Linked DNA regions of Mus musculus: region 2 is linked to region 1. The links are chromatin contacts, called in public promoter capture Hi-C maps. All regions are on one chromosome and are shown on one strand. Each heading gives the region's core, a stretch centred on a gene start, on an enhancer-like site or on the middle of the called end of the contact. The rest is flanking DNA. Distances are from core to core; before and after follow the strand shown. Region 1 holds the start of Bicd2 (BICD cargo adaptor 2). Region 2 holds the start of Secisbp2 (SECIS binding protein 2).

The links. Promoter capture Hi-C pulls out the DNA fragments that hold promoters and counts their contacts.
Region 2: a contact with region 1 is called in a promoter capture Hi-C map of pre-B cells, with 2.0 times the contacts expected there. The contact joins the promoter of Secisbp2 here to the promoter of Bicd2 in region 1. A contact is called at or near these places in 3 of 39 promoter capture datasets (cranial neural crest, pre-B cells and second pharyngeal arch cranial neural crest) and 1 of 115 datasets of contacts at active chromatin or transcription factors (astrocytes).

Annotation. Positions count from the first base shown.
Region 1 is chr13:49,339,612-49,343,819 of GRCm38.p6, forward strand. Bicd2 (BICD cargo adaptor 2) reads left to right here and starts at 1,938. Exons shown (of 7, transcript NM_001039179.2): 1 at 1,938-2,299. The coding sequence starts at 2,060.
Region 2 is chr13:51,649,566-51,653,742 of GRCm38.p6, forward strand. It overlaps Secisbp2 (SECIS binding protein 2), which reads left to right and starts at 2,143. Exons shown (of 17, transcript NM_029279.2): 1 at 2,143-2,255; 2 at 3,042-3,190. The coding sequence starts at 2,220. It overlaps Cks2 (CDC28 protein kinase regulatory subunit 2), which reads left to right. Exons shown (of 3, transcript NM_025415.3): 2 at 20-147; 3 at 772-1,097. The coding sequence ends at 824.

The sequences.
Region 1 (4,208 bases), core at 688-3,187:
GGGGGAAGATCTACATACATCATCCTTGAATGTGGAGTCCTCTGGGTCTCTCTCTCTCTCTCTCTCTCTCTCTCTCTCTCTCTCTCTCTCTCTCTGCTGTCACCTCCTCAGAGAAGTATTTCCTGATTGCCCCACTCCAACCAGTGACAAGGAGATCCTAGAAACCTTCTTCCAGGCCCTAACCTTGCTGGTCAGCACTGTCCCTGCTGAAGGAAGCCCACAATAGTAGTGAGCTATCATTTGTATCTCAAATCACCTTTATCTTCAAGTTCAAAGTTCCCTGGTCAGGTTCTCACCAGAAACTCATGGCTCTCCCCCTCCCTACTCACACCTGCCTCACAGTCAGGTTCAGGTGGGTATGGAGAGGTTCCCAGGCAGCCTGGATAAGTGTAGGTTCTGTAGAGCTTGGGGACTTGTTGGAGGAAAGTTTGTTCCTTCTAAATCCACCTTCACTTAGTGTGAACAGCTTGCGTAGGCCTGATATATGGGCCTCAGTGTAGAGCCAGGACTGTTGTACAAAATTAGGCTGGTTGGCCAAAGAGAAGGAGGAATAACACATTTACTTATACAGCGCTCTCTCTCTCTCTCTTTTGAGACAGGGTCTCTCTATTTAGTCGTGGCTGGCCTGGAACTTGACATGTAGATTAGGCTGGCCGTGAAATTCTTCTACCTCTACCTCCCAAGTGCTGAGATTAAAGGTGTGTTCCACCACACCAAGTTGATTTACTATGCAATTCTTGTGTTGATCCTAGATTTTCTTTTCGCGCGCGCGCGTGTGTGTGTGTGTGTGTGTGTGTGTGTGAAGTGGGTTCATGTTCCTGTGTGTGTGTGTGTGTGTGTGAAGTGGGTTCATGTTCCTGTGTGGGCACACAGGCCCCACATGCACTGGGAATCAGAGGACAAGATCCAGTTGTCAGTCTTTGTCTTCCATCTTGTTTGAGATTGGTTATCTCTGCTTTTCTTGTCTCCCCCTCTCTCCCGCCCCTGTCTTTCATACTCCAGCCTAGCTTCAGGGGATTCTCCAATTTCCACCTCCCATCTTTCCTCAGGGACATTGGGATGATAGACTGTGCTTTAGGTGGGCTCTAGGGGCGCAAATATAGGTCCTTGCTCTTACTGAGCAAGAGCTTTATCCTCTTAGCCATCTCTCCAGCTGACCTCTATGTTTGATGGTGGTCCGCAGCTGTAGGGTGTGGTGTTGCGGGGGTGTGTGCAGTGAGAAAGGGAACAACACGCTTGTTATATCCAAATCACCATGCAAGGAGGGAAGTTTTATTTAGAATTATAGTGAAGAGTACAGCTACGTCTCGCCGAAAACGGGGGACGGACAACATTTAAATACACCTTTGACATTATGCTCACGGAGGTGCCTTCATTTCCATGAAAGAAAATCCTAACGGACAATGGACAAGAGGAAGTAGTATCCGGGCCTGGGCTCCCCTGAGCCCCTAGCGTCAGGCTGTTGGCATCCTTTTGGCAGTGCCCGCGGCCCGCCACAAGTCATTCAAATTCCGCATAAAGCGCGCGCCACACAGTCTCACCAGCCATGCTCTGACGTTTCAGGACGCGAATCTTACTCGTGATATCCACAGCTCGGATCACCTTACTCCACAAAGGCTGGGAGCGGAAGGCTTGAGGTTCTCCGGGTGGCTGCCGGGTCCCTGGGCTGGGGTCGGTGGCACCCCTACTTTTGTCACGTCAGACGCGCCCGCCAATCAACGATTGGAGCCAGGCGGGTACAGAGCACAACGGGCAAAGCAGTGAGCGTAAAATAGGACTACATCTCCCACAATGCTAAGGGAGACGTAGCTTTGCGTCACGTTAGGCGCCTGCCCCCTTGAGATTTAGACCAATCACAAGCGCGGACCAGGTGGGCGCAAGGGACTACGGGTTGTGTAGTCCATGCTCAGTGGGACTGCAGCCCCCAGTGTTCCGCGCGCGTCAGGGAGGAGCAGTGCGGCGGCGCGGGCGGCCGTCGGGGCTGGGCGGCGGCAGCGGCGGCTAAGAGGGCCCGGCTTGTGGGAGCCAAGGTGGGAGCCGGCCTCGGCGCGCGGCCACCATGTCCGCGCCGTCGGAGGAGGAGGAGTATGCGCGTCTGGTGATGGAGGCGCAGCCGGAGTGGCTGCGCGCCGAGGTGAAGCGGCTGTCCCACGAGCTGGCCGAGACCACGCGTGAGAAGATCCAGGCGGCCGAGTATGGACTGGCGGTGCTGGAGGAGAAGCACCAGCTCAAGCTGCAGTTCGAGGAGCTCGAGGTGGACTATGAGGCCATCCGCAGCGAGATGGAGCAGCTCAAAGAGGTGAGTGGTCGGCTGCGACCCCTGCCTCGGGCGCTAAGGTCACCCTGCCCAGTGGTGGGAGGTACCAGGGGTGGGGCAGGAGACCTAGAGTTGCGGTCCCGGGCAGTGACGGTGAAGGGACCCTGTTCGGCCCTGTGTCCGGTTGCTGGGGTCCAGACTCCCTGCAGCCCCACTCACCCGCTAGTTTTCTTTGCAGGCCTTGTTGGCCTTTTCGTTGAGGACTGATGTCCTGCTATGGTTATTGCTGCCTAGGGTGTGTCTGTGTGGTTGGTGGGGAGCAGATGATGCCCTTACAACTGAGGCTGTCCGTGCAAGTGACCCCAGGGAAAAGCTGGACCTGGGGTTGGTTGACCACAGTTTGTCACCTTCAAGCAAATCACTTCCCCCCCATTTTGGAGCAGCTGCTTTCTGTGCTATTCATCAGGTTTCGTGACCGCCTGAGGCTGGGAAGGGATGGATACAGGGCTGAGTGAGTCGCAGCCCCTGGTTGCCTATGGCCCTTGACAGGCCGGCTTTCCCGATATCCATCGCTCAACCAGCTGCTTTTTCCCCATCTCATTAATGGTGCTCCCACTACTGGGATGCATGGCTTCCATCGACCGCTTCCTGTCTTGCTCTGCCTCCTAGGGCCTGCCTGTCACCGTGGAGTCTGTGTTCTTCTGTTGGAAACATGGTACTTTGTGTCATCCCACTGTAGGAAGAGAGGTTAGACTCCCAGGCTGGCCAAGAGCTTGGGGAGGGGCAGTAGGAGGGACCTGGGTAAGCTTTCTGGGATGATTTAAGTATTAGTAACTCTCCCATCTTCTTGACTCCCCAGCCTTGTTCTGGAGACTGGGGGAAATGCTTTATGGGAGAAGGACACACTTGAGTTTGGACCAACCCCTTCTTATTGCTTGTGATGGGTGAGCCTTGGGTGAGCCATGGGTAAGCTCTCCTCAAACCTTAGCTTCCAGCTCTGCAAAGTAGGAATACAGCTTTGCCAATCCAGAAGTATTGCTTTTAGTATTCTATATTTGGAAAGGCCTGGCATGGGGCCACACAGGTAGCTTGTTGGATTATCTCAACAGTTTCCCTTCCCTGTGAGACTCAGTTCTGCTCTTGAGTATTAATCACAGGCTCATCTTTTGATACTTCTGCTCCCAGTCAGCTTTGGATAGATGCCTGAACTCTTGAGAGCCTCTCTGACTTTTAGGGGAATGAGTCCTTAAAGTCTGGGTAGAGCAGGGCTGGGTGAGTCCCAGAAGTGCCTGCTTCTTTGGGCGGGTAGGAATTGAGTCTTCACACAGATTCTCAAATCTGTTGCCTGACAGAGGACATTAGTAACTTTCCCAAGCCTGGCTTCATTTGGCAGAGGGTTGACCAAAGGAGTGGGACCCCTGGAGGGGGAGGGGCAGGCAACCCCCTGGAGGGGGGGCATGTAAAGTGATGTGATAGATGAAGGTCAGAAAATATGGAGTGAAAATATGGAGTGGGTGTGTCCTCTTCCCAAATCTAGTCTTCTGGGCTCCCATTCCCCCCTCCTTGGTCCTCCAGGCAGGTAGCAACTGTTAATTATAGTGCCACTCCCTTTGCACATACAGATGGGTTGCCTTCCCACTTCCTATGGAATGCCTGTGAACCTCTCCTGGGAAGCTCACTGTCCTCTTCTGAATTAACAGGTTTTCTTCAGTACTATGTGCAGTGAAAACAGGCTAGCTGGTCCCAACTTTGGTGACTTCTATTGGTCAGCCTCATGGGATTATTATTATGGGCGGAATCATTTTATGGCACAGTGAAGAGCAATGGTTTACATATAGCCTTGTCGTTATCTGGAGGAAAACCTCTCAGGACACGTGATCTAGTCTCTTGGTTGCCCTTTAGGTATCTGCTTAGCCTAATGCCATCCACACACTGGCTATATATATAGGCT
Region 2 (4,177 bases), core at 893-3,392, 2.3 Mb after region 1:
TGGCTGAATATTTTAATAGGCATGTCATGTTACCCAGAGAACTCTCTAAACAAGTACCCAAAACTCATCTGATGTCCGAAGAGGAGTGGAGGAGACTTGGTGTCCAACAGAGTCTAGGATGGGTTCATTACATGATTCATGAGCCAGGTAAGCTTTGCTGTAAAGGAAAGTGATGTTGTTCCTTCTACCTGCAAAAGTGACTCACTTAGTATAAAACAGGTGCCAAAATCCTGCACATATATAGAAATTGTTGCTACCTTTTTATACTTAAAAGGTGGCATTGTTAAACTGGAGTCTTCCTTGGAATTATGGCACATATCTTTAGGAGCTCAGAAATCCTTCCTATCAATAGGAAAGCAGAAGTGCTATAGATGCTGGCCTTCATCCCGTTGAATGAGGAAGCTTTGGGTGGACTCTCTGAGTTTAATCTTTTAAGCCCCCACCCCCCCCCCTCACCCCCCAGAGATCTGGTTTGACTAGAACAACCCTTTCTTAGCTAAGTGTGTATGGCATCAATTTATTTATTTGGATGTGAATTAGCCTGAGATCCAGCAGCTGACTTGAATTAGCTGTTCTTTTTTCAAAGAGATTACATTTCTCTTCACTGAAAATGATTTTGCAGGTAGAAATTATTTTCCAGAGTCGGTCAAAGGATAAAATGGTAGAACAATGCTATTATACGAGTTTGTCCGCATTTACTATTTATTACACCGACAATTCATTTTGAATACTTCAAATAGTGACATGGAACTTAATATTTTCTTTCCACAGAACCGCATATTCTTCTCTTTAGACGACCTCTTCCAAAAGAACAACAAAAATGAAGTGCAGCTGGGATCATCTAATCTTTTTCAAATTTAATGTATATGTGTATATAAGGTAGTATTCAGTGAATACTTGAAAAGTGTACAAACCTTTCATCCATACCTGTGCATGCGCTGTATTCTTCACAGCAACAGAGCTCAGTCAAATGCAACTGCAAGTAGGGTTGTTTTAAGTTGTTCAAGATAGTTTCTTGTAGTTTTTTCTTAATATAAATGCCTGTTTTATTTTACCTGTTTTGTTAAATAAAGTTTGTATATTGCATTTATATCACCATTGTTGAAATTAATTTGACTTGATTATTTTTACCCCTGGGGAAAATAAACATACTTGAAAAAGAAATATAAGAAAATAAACATACTTGAAAAAGAAATATTAAGCTCCAAATGAGGATATTACAGCTTTATTGCCAGTTTACTTCCTAAATAACTTTGGATTCTGCAAGTGAACAGAAAAACCCACCGCTTGATAGTGTCCACAAGTCTACAAAAAGTCTAGTGGTTTCAGAGAAAAGTATCTTAAAAGTTCAGGTGCCACATTCGTGCATCTTGTGTGAACCAAGAAATTAAGCACACATCAGTGGATAGCCATAAAAAAAAGTATGAGTGGCCAGAAACAAGACTGTAGTTAGACATTAGCAGGGGTGATTTCTCATTGAACACAGTAAACACTACAGAGCCACAGCCTTCCATGTGTGGGATACACTAGACCTAACAGGGCTACTGACCATGAACTGGCACTGGTGTCTTGCTTGAAAAAAAGGGCTGGTGTTTAATTCTAACCCTACAGACTGACTCCAAGGCCTGTTTGCCAAATGCCCCCACATTGCAGGCGACCTTTTTCTGTCCTTCGACCTGTTTCTGTGCTCTTGGTTTCATTTTGGAGTTGTGTTTTGCGAGAGCTTCCTGTTGTCCAGGCCCCAGCAGAAGTCTCACATAGCTAAACATTTGACTCCTCTTAGTTCCAAGGTTCTTCATCTGCCTGCAGGCACCCGCCATGACATCCTACTAGAAACTCCACAGGAGCAGATGCTCCTGGAAGCTCACCACTGAGCAGGTCTGCCGGCCTCACTCTTACTAGGAGTCTCCCTCCTGCACTGCATCAGTGCGGGCGCCCAGAGCCTGGCCTCCCCTAGTGTCACATCACCAAGCCCGCCCCACGTAAGAGCTCAGCCGCGCCCTTCCTGGCCCACCACAAGCCACCCCCTAGAGCTGTCGCTGCCCCAGTCTTCCACGTGCGGCTCCGGAGGCCCGGGACGCCGAGCACTTCCGGCAGGGAAGGCCTCCGTCGCGCCTCGGTGACGTACGTCCTGGCGCCGCCGCGCAGGAAGGCGGAAACGCTGAGTCGTTGGTTAGGCGCGCCGCTAGCTTCACGGCGCGGGCTCTTCCGTGGCCGCCATGGCGTCGGAGCGGCCGCGGGAGCCGGACGGCGAGGTAAGGGGCGGGCTGCGGGTCTAGGCACACGCGCGGGGCCGCCGGGCCTGAGGTTCGGGGATGGGGGGCTTGACCACCCTCTCACGGTTCGGCCAGCGAAATGATAACACATAGGCTACCTACGGCCTCGGGCACCTCGCACCCGCGTCCGCGCCTGCCATGACCGCTAGATGGCGCGCCGGCCGTCCCAGAAATCCACTCTAAATTGGCCAAACGCGGTGATAAAAGTTGTCAGAATAACCCATACTCTGCGTTCCAAGGGCTCATGGCTGTGGGATGATTTTTCTCTCAGAGGTTCCGTGTGGTTTACTAACTACAGATGAAATATGTGGTGATTTTTGTTGAGAAGTTAGATGGCAATAAATGTCAGCGGTGTGTTTTACATAATAACTTTGAGCGTCCTTTGGGTATAGTTTAGCGACACTAGGTACAGGGTTCTTATATATCTCATGTATAAAGATGGAAGAGGTAAAAATAACTATCTTCAAGTTTAAATCCTCAGAAGCATTCCGAGTTGTGGTTCTTGTTATATAACAAGGTTGGGGTTTCCTTCGACTTTAATTCATTGTCCTTTTTTCACATGTAAGGTCCAGTAACCTTTTTTTTTTTTTTAATAATAAAAACATCAGGGAGATATTGTTGCCAAACACATTTTTGTCTTTGCACTGCACCTTTGTAATCACCAATGGGCCTATCAGAATGGCGCACCTTTCTTGTGGTTTGTATTTGATGGCATTTGGCGAATCTCAGGAGCGTTAAAGCCCATCCCCACCCTCTCATCCTCAGGATAGCATCAAGTTGTCAGCTGATGTCAAACCATTCGTCCCTAAGTTTGCTGGGCTCAACGTGGCGTGGTCAGAGTCCTCAGAGACACGTGTCTTCCCAGGCTGTGCGGCCACCTACTATCCATTTGTACAGGAACCACCAGCAGCTGAGTATGTATTTTCTCGATGCCTTGCCTCATGCAGAGGGTTTCTCTCCCAGAGGTAGTGATTAGAGCCTCACACACTGAAACATACATAACATCTTACAGGACGGCTTGCAGGTGAGGAAAGGAGGCTCTTCAACCAGCAAAGATTGGGCTCTGTAGCCTGACTAAATTCTGTGCAAAAACTTCATCCAGGAAGGGACCGACACTACGGAACTTAGAAAGTACAGTTGCAGGGTCATTTGTTTACAGTTGATACTGGTTCACGCGTGTAGGGACTGAGGATGCTGCTTTGCCATTTGTCAGGCCCTGGGCTTGATCTTCAGAGCTACCAAAGCAAGACAGAACCAAACAAATTCACATTTGTATTGGGAAAAGAAACGGCAAGAAGGAAGGGTAAATGGGAAAAGGACAGATGGATGAAGGATCAGATAGATAACATGCCAGGCTGGACAACTTAGCGAGACCCTGTCTCCAGTGACAGAGCTCCGTGGTGCAGCTCTTTCTGTCAAACACAAGGCCTCAGGGTCAATCCCCAGTCTACTGAATAATTACCAAGGTGCCCATCTTTTACGGCTCCTGGCCTCCGTGGTGTGCAGGATCCTCTTTGTACTCTGGCCTTCTGGGCAGCATAGTGCAGGATGTGAGGGGCTGAAAGGGCAGGACTGGAGGAAGACTGTGCAGGCTGTAGTGCAACTCCTCAGCCAAGGGAATGGCCTTTCGGCTGTTGTGTCTAGGTTGCTGAGACACTGTCAGGTACTAAACCAGCAGTCGGCTGCAAAACTGTGGGAGCATGCCCTTGCTGTGCTGCCATGGCATCTGAACTTACTTTTTACTTGAGATTACCTTTTCTGTGGTGCCATAGGAGGAAGCCACGGCCTTGTGCGTTTTATGAAGGCTATCTACCGTTGAGCTCTGTTACCCTGGTCCTAGTTCATTCGTTCAACTCTATCAGTAGCCAGGCAGTTTTGGCCCACACCTTTAATCCTGGCAC